2 separate regions of the Mus musculus genome follow, and region 2 is linked to region 1. The links are chromatin contacts, called in public Hi-C maps. All regions are on one chromosome and are shown on one strand. Each heading gives the region's core, a stretch centred on a gene start, on an enhancer-like site or on the middle of the called end of the contact. The rest is flanking DNA. Distances are from core to core; before and after follow the strand shown. Region 1 overlaps Rc3h1 (RING CCCH (C3H) domains 1). Region 2 has its middle 36 kb from the start of Tex50.

The links. A called contact is a pair of places that touch in the nucleus more often than the background predicts.
Region 2: a Hi-C map of the G1E-ER4 cell line shows a contact between it and region 1, with 5 times the contacts expected there. The contact joins two enhancer-like sites. A contact is called at or near these places in 7 of 39 promoter capture datasets (the 3T3-L1 cell line, the C10 cell line, the HPC-7 cell line and 3 more), 3 of 15 datasets of contacts at CTCF or cohesin (the NIH/3T3 cell line, large pre-B cells and pro-B cells), 27 of 484 Hi-C or Micro-C datasets (the C10 cell line, the C2C12 cell line, CD4 T cells and 14 more), 4 of 115 datasets of contacts at active chromatin or transcription factors (the 230-238 cell line, bone marrow-derived dendritic cells, bone marrow-derived macrophages and 1 more) and 4 of 9 other capture datasets (adipose tissue, embryonic stem cells, liver and 1 more).

What each region holds. Positions count from the first base shown.
Region 1 is chr1:160,961,232-160,967,901 of GRCm38.p6, forward strand. Rc3h1 (RING CCCH (C3H) domains 1) reads left to right here. Exons shown (of 20, transcript NM_001024952.2): 15 at 1,040-1,253; 16 at 2,248-2,338; 17 at 2,477-2,609; 18 at 3,719-3,889; 19 at 4,442-4,557; 20 at 6,416-6,670. The coding sequence ends at 6,566. Among named protein-coding and RNA genes, the nearest start is that of Serpinc1, 14 kb to the right of the region's middle. Within about 2 kb of position 2,225, at least 2 of the 459 cell types and tissues checked have an H3K27ac peak or open chromatin away from gene starts, as enhancers often do. A contact at or near this core is called in the G1E-ER4 cell line, where this site is marked.
Region 2 is chr1:161,192,084-161,198,719 of GRCm38.p6, forward strand. It overlaps the pseudogene Gm6185. Among named protein-coding and RNA genes, the nearest start is that of Tex50, 36 kb to the left of the region's middle. Within about 2 kb of position 3,593, at least 271 of the 459 cell types and tissues checked have an H3K27ac peak or open chromatin away from gene starts, as enhancers often do. A contact at or near this core is called in the G1E-ER4 cell line, where this site is marked.

The DNA of each region.
Region 1 (6,670 bases), core at 975-3,474:
AAGAAAGAAAGAAAGAAAGAAAGAAAGAAAGAAAGAAAGAAAGAAAGAAGAAAGAAAGGGAAAGGAGAGGAGAGGAGAAAAGAAAGAGAGAGAAAGAGGGAGGGAGGGAGGACAGTACAGACAGACAGATTTGTGTAGGTTTTCATAGGTGATGTTTACCTAGCTGTTTCAAGACAAAACTAGTTCAAGTAGATGACAGTTCAGAGTAAGAAAGAATAATTAAATGAAAAACAAACCTGCAAGGGGACTGGGAGTATGACAGAGCAAGGTCCTGGGCTCTGCTCCCAGCATCAAGTAAGGTAAAATTAAGTTGAAACAAAATTTTTGATGTGCTTCAGTGAGCAAATGTGTGCTTCTACATCACAGGAAGTCTTTTAGCAGAATGAGTTGAAATAGAATAGTAATGTAAGATGCTTTCAAAAGGGGTATCACAGGCTGGAGAGATGGCTCAGCGGTTAAAAGCACCAACTGCTCTTCTGAAGGTCCTGAGTTCAAATCCCAGCAACCACATGGTGGCTCACAACCATCCATAATGAGATCTGATGCCCTCTTCTGGGATGTCTGAAGACAGCTACAGTGTACTTACATATACTAAATAAATATATCTTTAAAAAAAGGGGGGGGGGTATCACACTGAAGTAACATTACCAAAGTAATGCTAATTCCTTAAATTAGGAAAAATAAAATAAAACTACTAACCTAGTATAGATGCCATTAAAAGTTTTTCCAGATACATGAAAGAAGCCTTAACTCAGTGCCTCTCAGCATTGACTTATAGCTCAGGGGTAAAGTGCTTGCCTGACAAGTTAATGTTCATACATATGACTTAGGAATGGGTAGATTTATCATCTACTATCATCTGTCTGTAATTGTTGGTCATATAATTCTTACTGTGATCTAAAACCAATGTTTTATATGACATCCAAAGACAGCTAAAGACTTATTCTTACTAATAAGAACATCATACTCTTATTAACAACCCCTTTACAGAGCTGGTAGAAATTATGCTAAACATACTCTCATTTTTGCTTTTTGTTAGAATGTAGAAAGTAAAGGAACGAGAGAGCAGAGGTTGGACCTTCAGAGAAGAGCAGTGGAGACGAGCGATGATGACCTCATCCCGTTTGGAGACCGACCAACAGTCTCTCGATTCGGTGCCATCTCTCGAACATCCAAAACACTGTATCAGGGTGCTGGCCCACTGCAAGCTATAGCACCTCAGGGAGCACCCACAAAATCTATTAACATTTCCGGTAAGAATCCTAGAGTGGTAATTATGATTCTCAATGTAATTCTATCAGTGCTTTTAAGACTTTTTTTTAAAGATTTATTTATTGGTTATATGTAAGTACACTGTAGCTGTCTTCAGACACTCCAGAAGAGGGAGTCAGATCTCATTACAGATGGTTGTGAGCCACCATGTGGTTGCTGGGATTTGAACTCCGGACCTTTGGAAGAGCAGTCGGGTGCTCTTACCCACTGAGCCATCTCACCAGCCTGCTTTTAAGACTCTTAAAGGCAATTATTAAACTTTTCCCTATAAGAAAGCAATTGCACTTCAGGCAATTTTAGGAGTATAAACTAAAATTAACTCTTTCTATATTAAGACTGCTTGAGGGGCTAAGGTGTAAAGCTCAGTTGATAGAGTGTATGCCTAATATATATGAGACCCTGTATTCAATACCCCAAACCACATAAACCAGCTATGGCACATGCCAGTAATCCTAGTACTGGAGAGATGGAGGTAGGGAGATCGGAATGTTCAAGTGCAGCTTTGGGTGCATAGGGATTTCAAGGCTATTCTGGGCTAATGATCCTGTCTCAAGGGGGGGGGTGCTGCTTGTGACTTTTATCTTAAATAACTTCATTATTTATTAAAATAAGATTCTTGGAGTCTGAGGAGGTGACTGGCTGGATAAAGAAGATCTGAGTTTGGATCCCCAGTACCCACATAAAATGTAGGCGTGCGTGCGCGTATGCGTATGTGTTGTGTGTGTAATCCTAGTGCTTTGGGAAGATAATCTGACACCAACCCTCACCCCTACATTCAAACACTCGTGCACACAGTGAAAAGAAAGTATGCAAAACCTGAAGGTTCAATGGGGAAGAAACAAATGCATTGTCATTTTGGCAGACAGCTTTCTGCAGAGACAGATACCGTGTGCCGCTGCCTTCTGGATGATAGTGCCTTAGATGAATCAAACTGGTAAATGACATCATAAACCACAGTAAACTGTTCCTTTACAGATTACAGTGCATATGGAGCTCATGGTGGCTGGGGAGATTCTCCATACTCACCTCATGCAAACATACCTCCTCAGGGACACTTCATTGAGAGGTACAGCCATTCTTGTTCACTTGTTATAAATATCTGAAACATTTAGCTTTCCTTGCTTTGTTTTCTAGTCAGTAGTGATTTCACAAAATAAAACTTTATACAAAATTTACCTAATGGTTTCTTTCTTTTTTACCAAAGGGAGAAAATGTCCATGGCAGAAGTGGCCAGTCATGGAAAACCCCTTCTATCTGCTGAAAGAGAACAATTACGGCTAGAATTGCAGCAGCTGAACCATCAGATCAGCCAGCAGACCCAGCTACGAGGACTAGAGGTACAGACCTACAGATACTTTTTTCTTGTGTCAGGAATTTTGATGTAGAGTACCACTGTGTAGCCCACATGGCTTCAGACTCAGGATCCTCCTGTGTGGCCACATTGGTACTTACATCGAGCTTTCAGTGTTCAGCACTGTGCCCGTTTTGTGCTCTAGTTCTGAAGAGCTCCCAAGAATGTTAAGTTGGATATAATTTTCTTTCATCGTGTATATGTATTTTGTGGGGTGGTATGTGCACATGAATACAGATGTTGGAGGATCTGCCTGGAGCTGGAATTATAGCAGTTGTTGTAGGCCTCCTGACATGTATGCTGAGAACAAAACCCAGGGCATCAACAAGAGCGGTATCTGATCCTAACCATCAAAACACCTCTCCAGTCTCCTTAAATAGTAAGTTCTGAGACACAGTAAAGCAGCACGTAATTTTAAAGCCTTTGCCTAACGTTAGTATAGATATCCCTTCTTCAGAGGATTCAGAACTAAATTTAGTTCTTGGCTAATAGAAAAAGAATATTGTCTGAGAATAAACAGTAGTGGAGGAAAAAGGAAAGAAAGCCTGCCTCAAGAACATTGAGTTTTTATAGAAAAAAATATAGGATTTACATCATGGAAAATAGCAATGAGAAAGAAAGATACACATTTATAATTGATTTCTCTTTGAAATAGGAAAAAAGATTAAATTATTTTTGGTGCTGGAAATATGTCTTACCATTCTTGCAGAGGATACAAGTTTGGTTCCTGTCTTACAACTGCCTATAACTCAAGCTCCTGGGGATCCAGCTCTCCTTCTGGCAGCCATAGGCATCTGCATTTCTGTTTAATGTGTACATCGCAACATTCACACACGCCATCTCTGTCTCTGTCTCTGTCTCTCTCTCTCGAAAATAAAACACATCTTTTAAAACTCACTCTCCCTTAAAAATAAAATACATCTTTTAAAATTAAAACCATGTTTCTCAAGTGCTATTAAGACAAAATGTGTTTATAGTTGGGTTATTTTTACTGCAAACTTGTGGCTAGTTTAGTGGTAAAATACTTTGGGTAAAGTGTTTTCTATGTGGCATGAGGTGCGCTGAATTATGTGTGTGCTTGGCTTTGTGCACTAGGCTGTTAGTAACCGGCTGGTGTTACAGAGGGAGGTGAACACCCTGGCAAGCCAGCCACAGCCCCCTCAGCTGCCTCCAAAATGGCCTGGAATGATCTCAAGTGAGCAGCTCAGCTTGGAACTGCATCAGGTGGAAAGAGAAATTGGGAAGAGGACCCGGGAATTGAGTATGGTGAGTGCTGAAGGTGGGGAAGGTGGAATGAACTCTGTGACTCTAGAGCTGATTCCAGGTACCTTGAGGAATAAGTAATATTTAGGGTGATTCTAATAAAGATGAGTTGTCATCTGGTGGTATTATTATTTTAGGTTTGTCCTTTGTCAAAGACTTTGGGGAAAACAAGGGAATTAATTAGAAATTTTAAAGTTTCTGTTTAATGTACTCATTAGGGAAGCAGATGGGATGGTTGCTCTTTTGGACTCTGTAATATTAAGATATGTTTACACAATAAAATGTTACTTTTCATGGTCTTTTATAGAAGAGATATATAGTCTGTACACTGTTCTCTGTACTGCTTTTTCATGCTAGTTTGCAGCATTTTCAAAAGGTAGTGAGAAAAGGTGGGTTGTACTGTATACTTTAGTGTATACTCTCTCATCTACCTGTTTTTTATTGTTAATTCTTAGTGAAGTAGGAATGACTTTTTGTTTTTTTAATCCGTGTTGTGTGAATTTGGTCTAACCCATTACACCACAGATTACGGACTTTATTTCCTCTTCTTTTAAGGAGAACCAGTGTTCTGTAGACATGAAAAGCAAACTGGGTACAAGCAAGCAAGCAGAAAATGGCCAGCCCGAGCCCCAAAACAAGATCCGCACTGAGGACCTTACATTGACATTCAGGTAAAGAAAGGAACAGGAACACTTCTATAGACTTTAACCAGAGAGAGAGATAACTATCATCCTACCGTACACAAAGTATGAATGTTTTGATTCTTAAAAGATCTATTTTTTAAAAAAATAAGAAAATATGAATATATTCATTGGGTTTTTTTCAAGACAGGATTTCTCTATTCAGCCCTGGCTATCTTGGAACTCGCTCTGTAGACCTGGCTGGCCTTTAATTCAAGGCATATATCACCACTGCTCAGCAGGAGAAAAGAATATATTTTTACTAAATCTAGAATTAAAATTTTACTTTAGGAGTTAGAGTAGGATATAGCTACGGGCACTGGAGAGGCTGAGGTAGGAAAAGAGGAATTTGAGGTTAGTCTGGGCTACAAAGTGAGACTATCAAAACACGTGTATACACAAAACTTAGCACTTTACTGGGGCTCAGTACATTTTCTGATTACATTTTCTTCTCATTGCTTTAAGTGTGGTCTTATGCTTTTGACTTATAAAACATAATATATAGCTCATTTAATCATTTTTTAAAAATGATTAAAAGCCAACCTACTGCCCATTTTATTGCTACTGTTTTTGTTTCATTTTCATGCTGACTATTGAGCTCAGACCCTCACAAATTAGCACATATTTTTTACCACTAAGCTGTATTCCAGGGTTATGTTCCCCCCTTTCAGTTATGTACAAAACACTTAAATTTGCTAGTGTTGTAGGGTTAGATTAGGGTTTGTTGGTCGTTTGAGACAGGGTGGGATTAGGCCATCCACAGTCAACGTTTTTATTTGATCTCTCCCATAATACAGTATTTAATTCATTTGTATATCCTTATTTATTCTCTTTGGCATATTTGAAGATTTGAATCCTTAGTCCTGTGTTGATCTCTTGATTACCTAGAACAAGAATTTATAATATAACCTGACATGGTGGTACATGCCTTTATTCATAGCACTTACTGTTTGAGTTTGAGGTTAGCCTGGTCTATGTTGTGAGTTTCAGGATAGCCAGGACTATGTAGAAATATCCTATCTCAAAAATTAAAAAAATCAAACAGAAAAGAATTCTAATTGTCCTGTTGCTGTCTTCTTGGGTTTTGGCTTGTTTGTTTGTTTGTTTGTTTGTTTTTTGAGACAGGGTTTCTCTGAGTAGCCCTGGTTGTCCTAGAACTCACTCTGTAGACCAGGCTGGCCTCGAACTCAGAAATTCGCCTGCCTCTGCCTCCCAAGTGCTGGGATCAAAGGTGTGCGCCACCATGCCCAGTGACTATTTTGAATCTATACGCTTGCCTAGGTTCAAAATAAAGTTGGTAAATAGGAGGTTGGCACTTTTTCTTAAATTCCAGCCAGCAAATATTTTAAGCTACGGGTCTTTTGGGATGTTAGGGGCTGTAGGGGGGAGGAGTCTCACTACCTGTCCCTTCCTCCCAAGTGCTTGTCTCTACCATGCCTGTTTGTTTTAACTCTTAGTTCAGTTTTCTAATATGTATATGCAGGTTGTGTTCTGCTATAACCTATACGTATAGAGTAGGAAGCTTGTCAGTTTTAGTTTATCATCTATGCTACAGTGTGGATGAGGAGTTAGAATCAATATTTGGAAGCTATTTATGTAGTTATTTTTATTTTGGCTGTTTGAGACAGTCTCATTGTGTAGCTAGCCTTGGTTGGCCTGGAACCAATCTAACCTAAAACTGATAAAGACCAGCTGCTTCTGCCTTCTGCTTGAACTAAAGGCATGTGCTCTACTCCAGCCTCATGTTTTTCTACAGTGCTAAATAATAAGCCCTATTGATTGGATTTTATTTAGAGTAATTGCTTTTCTCTTTCTATAAATTCCAACTATTTTTTCATGTAATTTACAGTGATGTACCAAATGGATCAGCCTTGACACAAGAGAATCTCAGCCTCCTATCAAACAAGACCAGCTCTTTGAATCTGTCAGAAGACTCTGAGGGAGGAGGAGATAACAATGATTCCCAGAGATCAGGAGTTGTTTCCAATTCTGCTCCCTAGAATATGGGCACCTGCTTCTACCTTCTGCTCCTAATCAGTTCATGGGGCATAGGGATAGAAAAATGGATAACTTCTAAACTTTTTCTCTGAGTGGTCAGTGAAGT
Region 2 (6,636 bases), core at 2,343-4,842, 230 kb after region 1:
CCTGCATACATGTATTCATTAGCTGACAAGCACTGACTTGTGAATAACTCTGAACATTCATGAACAAACATCCACGGAATATACTCCCTGGGTTATAGTTTACATCTCTCTCTCTCTCTCTCTCTCTCTCTCTCTCTCTCTCTCTCTCTCTCTCTCTCTCTCTCTCCCTCCCTCCCTCCCTCCCTCTCTCTCTCTCTGTCTCTCTCTCTGTGTCTGTCTTTTTCTATCTTGAGATAGGGTTTCTCTATGTAGTTCTGAGTATTCTGGAACTCACTATGTAGACCAGGCTGGCCTCACATTCACAGTGATCCTCCTGCCTCTGCTTCCCAGTTCTGGGATTAAAGGCATGCATCCCAGTGTCTGGCTATTTTGCACTTTTCTAAAATGAGCTTCTTCTGGACTCTGATGTTTCTTCAAGCTAAATGCGGTGTCTTAAGCTTTGTCTCATTCAGAAGCTTTAAAGTGTTTATGGCAGGGTGGATAGTTGGCTCAGCAGGTAAAGCATTTGTGTAATGTCAATAGTTCTGATCTTCCAGCACCCACTTCAAAGCCAGGTAGACTTGGTGGGTTACCTACAATCCTAGTGTGGTGGAGGCAGAGACAAAGACTCCCTGGAGCCAGCTGACAAGCCAGCCTAGCCCAAACAGTGATGCTTTGGGATCAGTGAGAGACCTAAGTGATGGGGAGAGTGACTGAGGAAGGTAGTTAATATCAACCTCATGCCTCACATGTGTGACTGCGTAAAGGCAACCAGACACGGTTATATGCAAACATAAGGTAAAAGGAAAGGAACAAACATTTGAGGCAGTGGGTATCAAAAGGTTGGCTTTAGTTGTCAACTCGTCACAACCTAAGGTCACCCGAGAAAAGAGTCTCTATGATTGCCTACATAAATGAATTGATAGAGCAAAACTCAGCTAGATCGTGCTGACCCACTATAATAGTTGCCACTGTGGGCAGCACTATTCCCTAGGCAGGGAATCTTGGCCTGTGTAAGTTTAGAGAGAGGGCTGAGTACAAGTAAGTCTGAACTCATGGATTTCTCTCTGCCTTTGATAATGTATGTGAAGTGACTAGCTGTTCTAAATGCCTTGTGTCTCAGCATCCCTGCTAGGATGGACTATAATCCGGAACTGTGAACCAAAGAAAACCCTTTTTCTGATAATTTGCTTTTATCATATAAGTTTTTGTTTTTGTTTTGATTTTTATTTTTGTTTTTTTCATAGCAGCAGAAGTGAAACCAGGACAGGGCAGTACCAGGGTGCTCCTGTTATATCCTTTGCCACTGAAAAGTCAGAAGGCAGAATAGGAAACTTAAAAAGTGTTAGCTGGAATTGTCTCAGACCCATGCCCGTTACAATGGTCTTCTTTTTCTGTTTTTTTCCCCCGTCATGTTCTATCTCTTCTCTGCTTTCTACGTGAGAGCATCATTTCCACGCTCCACATTAAATGACACCCTGTTTTTCCTTTCCCAGGTATTTCTAAGATGTACACGGATATCATCAGAGGGGAGTCGCTGATCATTTGTAGTTTCACATGCATTTTCTTTGGAATTTTTCGAGGTCACTCAACTGACACGTCCATGTTCAGAGGTAAGATGGTTGATGTTCTGTCTGTATACTTCCTAAGATTACTATTGAAACGAAAGTGCATTTGTCTCTGCATCTTTCTCTATACATTGCTCTCTGATCAATTAAAATGAGAAGTGAGGTAAACAAGAAAATATAACCATATTTGCATTTTAGTGATTGCTAAAATGCAAAGTGTGTGTTGGATTGATCTGTAATAGGCAAACTGGGGTATATGGGAGGGATGGAAAGAGGAAAGGGAAGGAGGAAATGATATAATTTTACAATCTAAAAAAAAAAAAAAGAAAAGAAGGAAAAGAAATAATTAAAAAGACCCATCTCTTGTCCCTCAGCATGCATACACACATAGACCAATTGCATCATCCGGCCCAGGTTATCCCTCTAGCTGGGATCAGCATGTATCTCAGTTGGTGGATGCTAAGAGTTGTGCGTGGTCTTAGATCTGAGGGTGAAGGCAAACAACTAATGCATATTGGTAAAACAATCCTAGGGGGACAACAGCCAGATTTGTGTGGCTAATGGTGCCTGGGATGCGGAATACATTCCCCTGACAGGTTTCTAGATGTCTCGTTAGTAGCTAGAGAAGAATGGCAGGAATCAGCACAGCGTGAAGGGGAGACATGAGCCCTGGGGACACATTTGTGGTAGCTGCAAGAGGGGGTGGGGAGGACCAAAAGCATAAGGAAGTGTTGGTGGAAATCAGGTAGATAATTTTAAAATGGCTTATTAGCACGCATTAACCATGTAACGGGCTTAGTTATGCTTTCATGATGTGTTTCAATCGTATCCACTCCTGTTAGTCTCTCCTGTCTCTTTCCCCACACTCCTTGTTCCTCTCTGCAGCCAGCCCTCCTGTCTAATGTCTTTCTGTGTGTGACCTAAGGAGTTTCATTGGGATTGTTTACCAGCGTGTAAGTGGGGGCTCACTTACATCCCTGGGGAAGTCTACATTAAGTAGATTTATCAGACTCTCACAGGGCACTCTGCCTGAGGAAGAACAGGCCCCCTGTTTACAAACCAGAGTGCAGTCAGTAAAAAAACAAAACAACACAGACAAACAAGCCAAAACCCAGATGGTTAACTCACGTTTTTCTTTCTCCCCTTTCTCTCCTTTCTTTTATGTTTAGAGTTACACATAATCATCGGACTCAGCTTTGATGTTTTTGGAAGCACCATATGTGGCTATTGGTGTACGAGAGTCATCCAGATTATATTGACCGACCTCTTTAGCAACACACTGACGAACGTTGTTCTCTGTTTCTCACTGGTGTACATGACGTTTTACCTTGGTAAGGCAAACAAACACAAGAACTGCCATCCTACTAGAGAGCCTGGGAGTCCTGGTTTGCCCTGCTCCTTTCCCCTGCTTCATGTCTTCCTCCTGTCTGTTACCACCCCCCACCCACCCACTTGTGTTTTGTCACATCACCTCTCTGTCAGATCTAGTTCTCTCCTGGCCTCTCATTGTAACCTCATGTCTTTGCGCTCCTATGTCTGGGTACTCTTAGCCCTTTGAGCTCTATTCTCTAACCCTACAGTAAGTCCATGGCAGTGCCCTAGAAGCGGAATCGTCATGGAGTTGTTTCTGTCTGGACTCTTGAGCTGCTCACCCCATAAAATGGGAAAAGTTGGCGGAGAAGTTCCCGAGGGCTTTCCAAGCTCGTCATCCTTCACTCACTAGACTAAAAGGTCCTTTCAAATAGCGATCTTTTCTTGAATCTAGAAGGTGGGAAACGAGAGTGGGGAGATCAAGAGTGCTTGTGTCAGGAAGAGAAGCTGGGGCATCGGGTAAGTTGCAGGAGTAACTGTACCCAGCCCCAGTGGGCCTTCCGTTAGTTCAGTTTTGTAAAATTGGGACTTGAGGTGTTTCAGCTCCCAGGAACCATATTAACTATGACCAAACTGCTTTTGCTCCCCTCATACACTGGAGCAACTTTAACCAATGAAGATCTCAGCCGTCTCTTACACCTCTAGCTAAGGAAAGGCAGTTTTCTTTTTCCTGTAGATATATCGCCACCTAGTGGTTGCTTACTGCCCTGAGCCAGTCAAACTAGCGAAAACATTCACGGAATGCTCGTTTCCTTCAGCTTTATTTCTTTGCTCCTTTGTGAAAGTTTTGTGGATGCCTTACTTCAGTTTTTCCACCTCCCTACCAGACTGTGAGCCTCTTGAATATGAGTGGCGCTCATAGTCAGCTCTTCACTCGATTAGTTTTTCCTCCTTTCAGCCAAGCTTAGAGTTGGTCAAATGCCCGACAGTAATTTAATACGTGCTGATCGAATGAACCAACATTCCTTCTCAATGTGTTTTTGAGTAGACAGAATCCAGATATACTCCGTCAATCAGCAACGTTGGGAAATACTTAGCCTCTTTAAGCTTGTCTCTTCTATACAATCGGTCTAACAATACTCCATTTGTGTAAGGCACTGCATGCATTAATGAAGCTTGCTATGCTTGTGAGCTGCGGCTACCCTAGGGACTGGCAAGAGCTCCTTGTGTACACAGCTCCTCCCACCTCCTTCTGAGTGACAGTTGTTCCTGGAGGGGGGCGGGGCGTGTCTCTCTCCCCAATCCCAGACACTTGTTTTTGAGCCTTTGCCAGCTCCCTACTGTGTTCAAGACAGGGTGGCTCATAAATGCTGGTTCATTTCTTCTTCCTAATAGGAATGGAGGTGTTTGCAGCCAATATTTGGTGTCCCCTTAGACAGATTAAATGGATGATAGCCAAGGGCAGAGTGCCAGGACCGGGTCGCAGAAGGCGTTTCAGCCTCCCTTTCACGTTAGAGGATTCCCAGCCCAGACACACACGTTTTCGAGTTGGGATGGGACTCTCACATAATTAACAATACAAGTTCCTTATTTTCATTTATCAATATAACCAAAAATGTTCCGTCACTTTGGCTCAAGTCATTGAAACACAGACATGGGGCTGGCGAGATGGCTCAGTGGTTAAGAGCACCGACTGCTCTTCTGAAGGTCCCGAGTTCAAATCCCAACAACCACATGGTGGCTCACAACCATCCGTAATGAAATCTGATGCCCTCTTCTGGAGTATCTGAAGACAGCTACAGTGTACTTACATATAATAAATAAATAAATAAATCTTAAAAAAAAAAAGAAATGGAAATTGGTAGTCAGTAACTTTATAAAAAATCAATTTCTTGAATGTGTTCAGAAATATATTTGAAGTCATGCTAAGAACTGATGCAGTTAATTACAAGAATAAGCTTTATTTAAAAAAAAGAAACACAAACATTTGATAAAAATGTGTTTAAAACTCAGCAAGAATATATATGATAATAAATAAATCAAGATCATATACATATGTGTATATATATATATATATATATATATGTATATCAGACAAAAATAAGAACTAGCATGTACTCAAAGAAACTGGAAATAAGAGTTTGACAGTTGTCCCCTATCAAAACATTTGCAGAACTGTTAGCTTTACTCAACTTGATTGTTGAAGTTAAATTCGTTAGGAAAGTGCATATATATATATATATATATATATATATGTATGTATATGTATATGTATGTATATATATATCCAAAGTGAAGTTAAGTGAATAGATAAATGAAAAGAATTTTGATAAGTGGTAGACCAGTGGATTAAAATCAGTACTGTAGTAGTCACAACAGTGGTTAATACTGGAATCACAAGAGTGGCCATCCATTGCCATGCACATATGCCAAGGAACATATCATCTAAGTTAATGCTTGCAATAAGGATGTGAGGTGCTATTCACCCCACTTAACACCTGCTTTGCAGACGTGGGGACATTAATGGAGAAAGGGGAGGTCACATCCCATAAGCATCGTGCTGTGCCCTGTTTGAAAGCTCTTCCACTGCTTGCTTGGATGTTCTTTCTCTTCCTTTCTGTCTACTGTCACCCTGGGCTCCTTGGAGACTCTGTAGCCCGGCACCTTTAGTATTTTTGTGTTCTAACATTCTCCCTAGACTATGTTTCAACATTTAGAGCCCAGTGAATTGCCAATTTAGTCGGGGAGAGAAGGGCAAATGCTCCAGGAAGCAGCAACGCCTGGCCCATGCAGCACAAAGTCCCAAGGTGCTGAGCGGAGATTACGTCATTTCTTTTCCCACTCGCCCTAGCCTCAGTGATGATGCAGGATTGGCAAACTGGGTCAAATCTGCTCTGAGCTAAAAAAAGCTTTATGAAAAGAGCAGAATCAAAGAATAATATCTCATGGAGATGAAGATTATTTGAAGTCTAAAGTCTGTAGTATTTTATTGGCTAGCCAACCGTCTGCATGTTACCTCCGGCTTCTTGCAGCATCATAGCTGAGGAAGGTCCCATGGCTCACAAAGGCTGGGTGTTTATTCTATTGCCCATCTCCGAAGAAGCACTGCTATTCCCTGAGCTACAGCATTAGCCAATCCCTTGAAGCAACTTTCTAAATAAGAAACGCTGCTTTCACCTTTCCTACTGATTTTTTCCTCAGGGCGAATCAGTGTATAGATTTAATCACATTTAAATTTATTTCACTTTCTTCTCTCCCCAGTGGAATATTTCGGAATGTCAGGCATTGTTGCTTTGGTCACGGTAGGCCTGAATTTGGATTCTTTAAGCTTTAAACCGAGGATGGAGTTCATCATTACTAAGTGAGTTTCCTGATATGCATTCAGTATAGATTTCAGAGAATTTTAGTACTTGGCTGGTCTTGTCTTTGATGAGGCTAATAAAATTCTATTTATTTACATATTTCTATCTTTAACGTTTCAATGTGCCATCAGTGATCAGCATTATTGATGTTGTCATTATGAAGAAAGTGGTTTAGAGACAATAGTGCCTTCTCTACGTCACTCCGATAGACTTATTCTATGAATTGTTGGGTTTTTTTTTCCCCTTCACATCCACACTTGTGTGACACCATCGTAATGTGTGAAGGAAGGAGGTCAGAGCGAGATGCATCACCAGCAAAACTCTTACCTACCCTTCCCACCTGGTGTTGGGGGTAGGGGTAGGTGTGGGTGTAGGTGTTGGAGTGGGGTTGGGGTAGGGGTAGGTGTGGGTGTGGG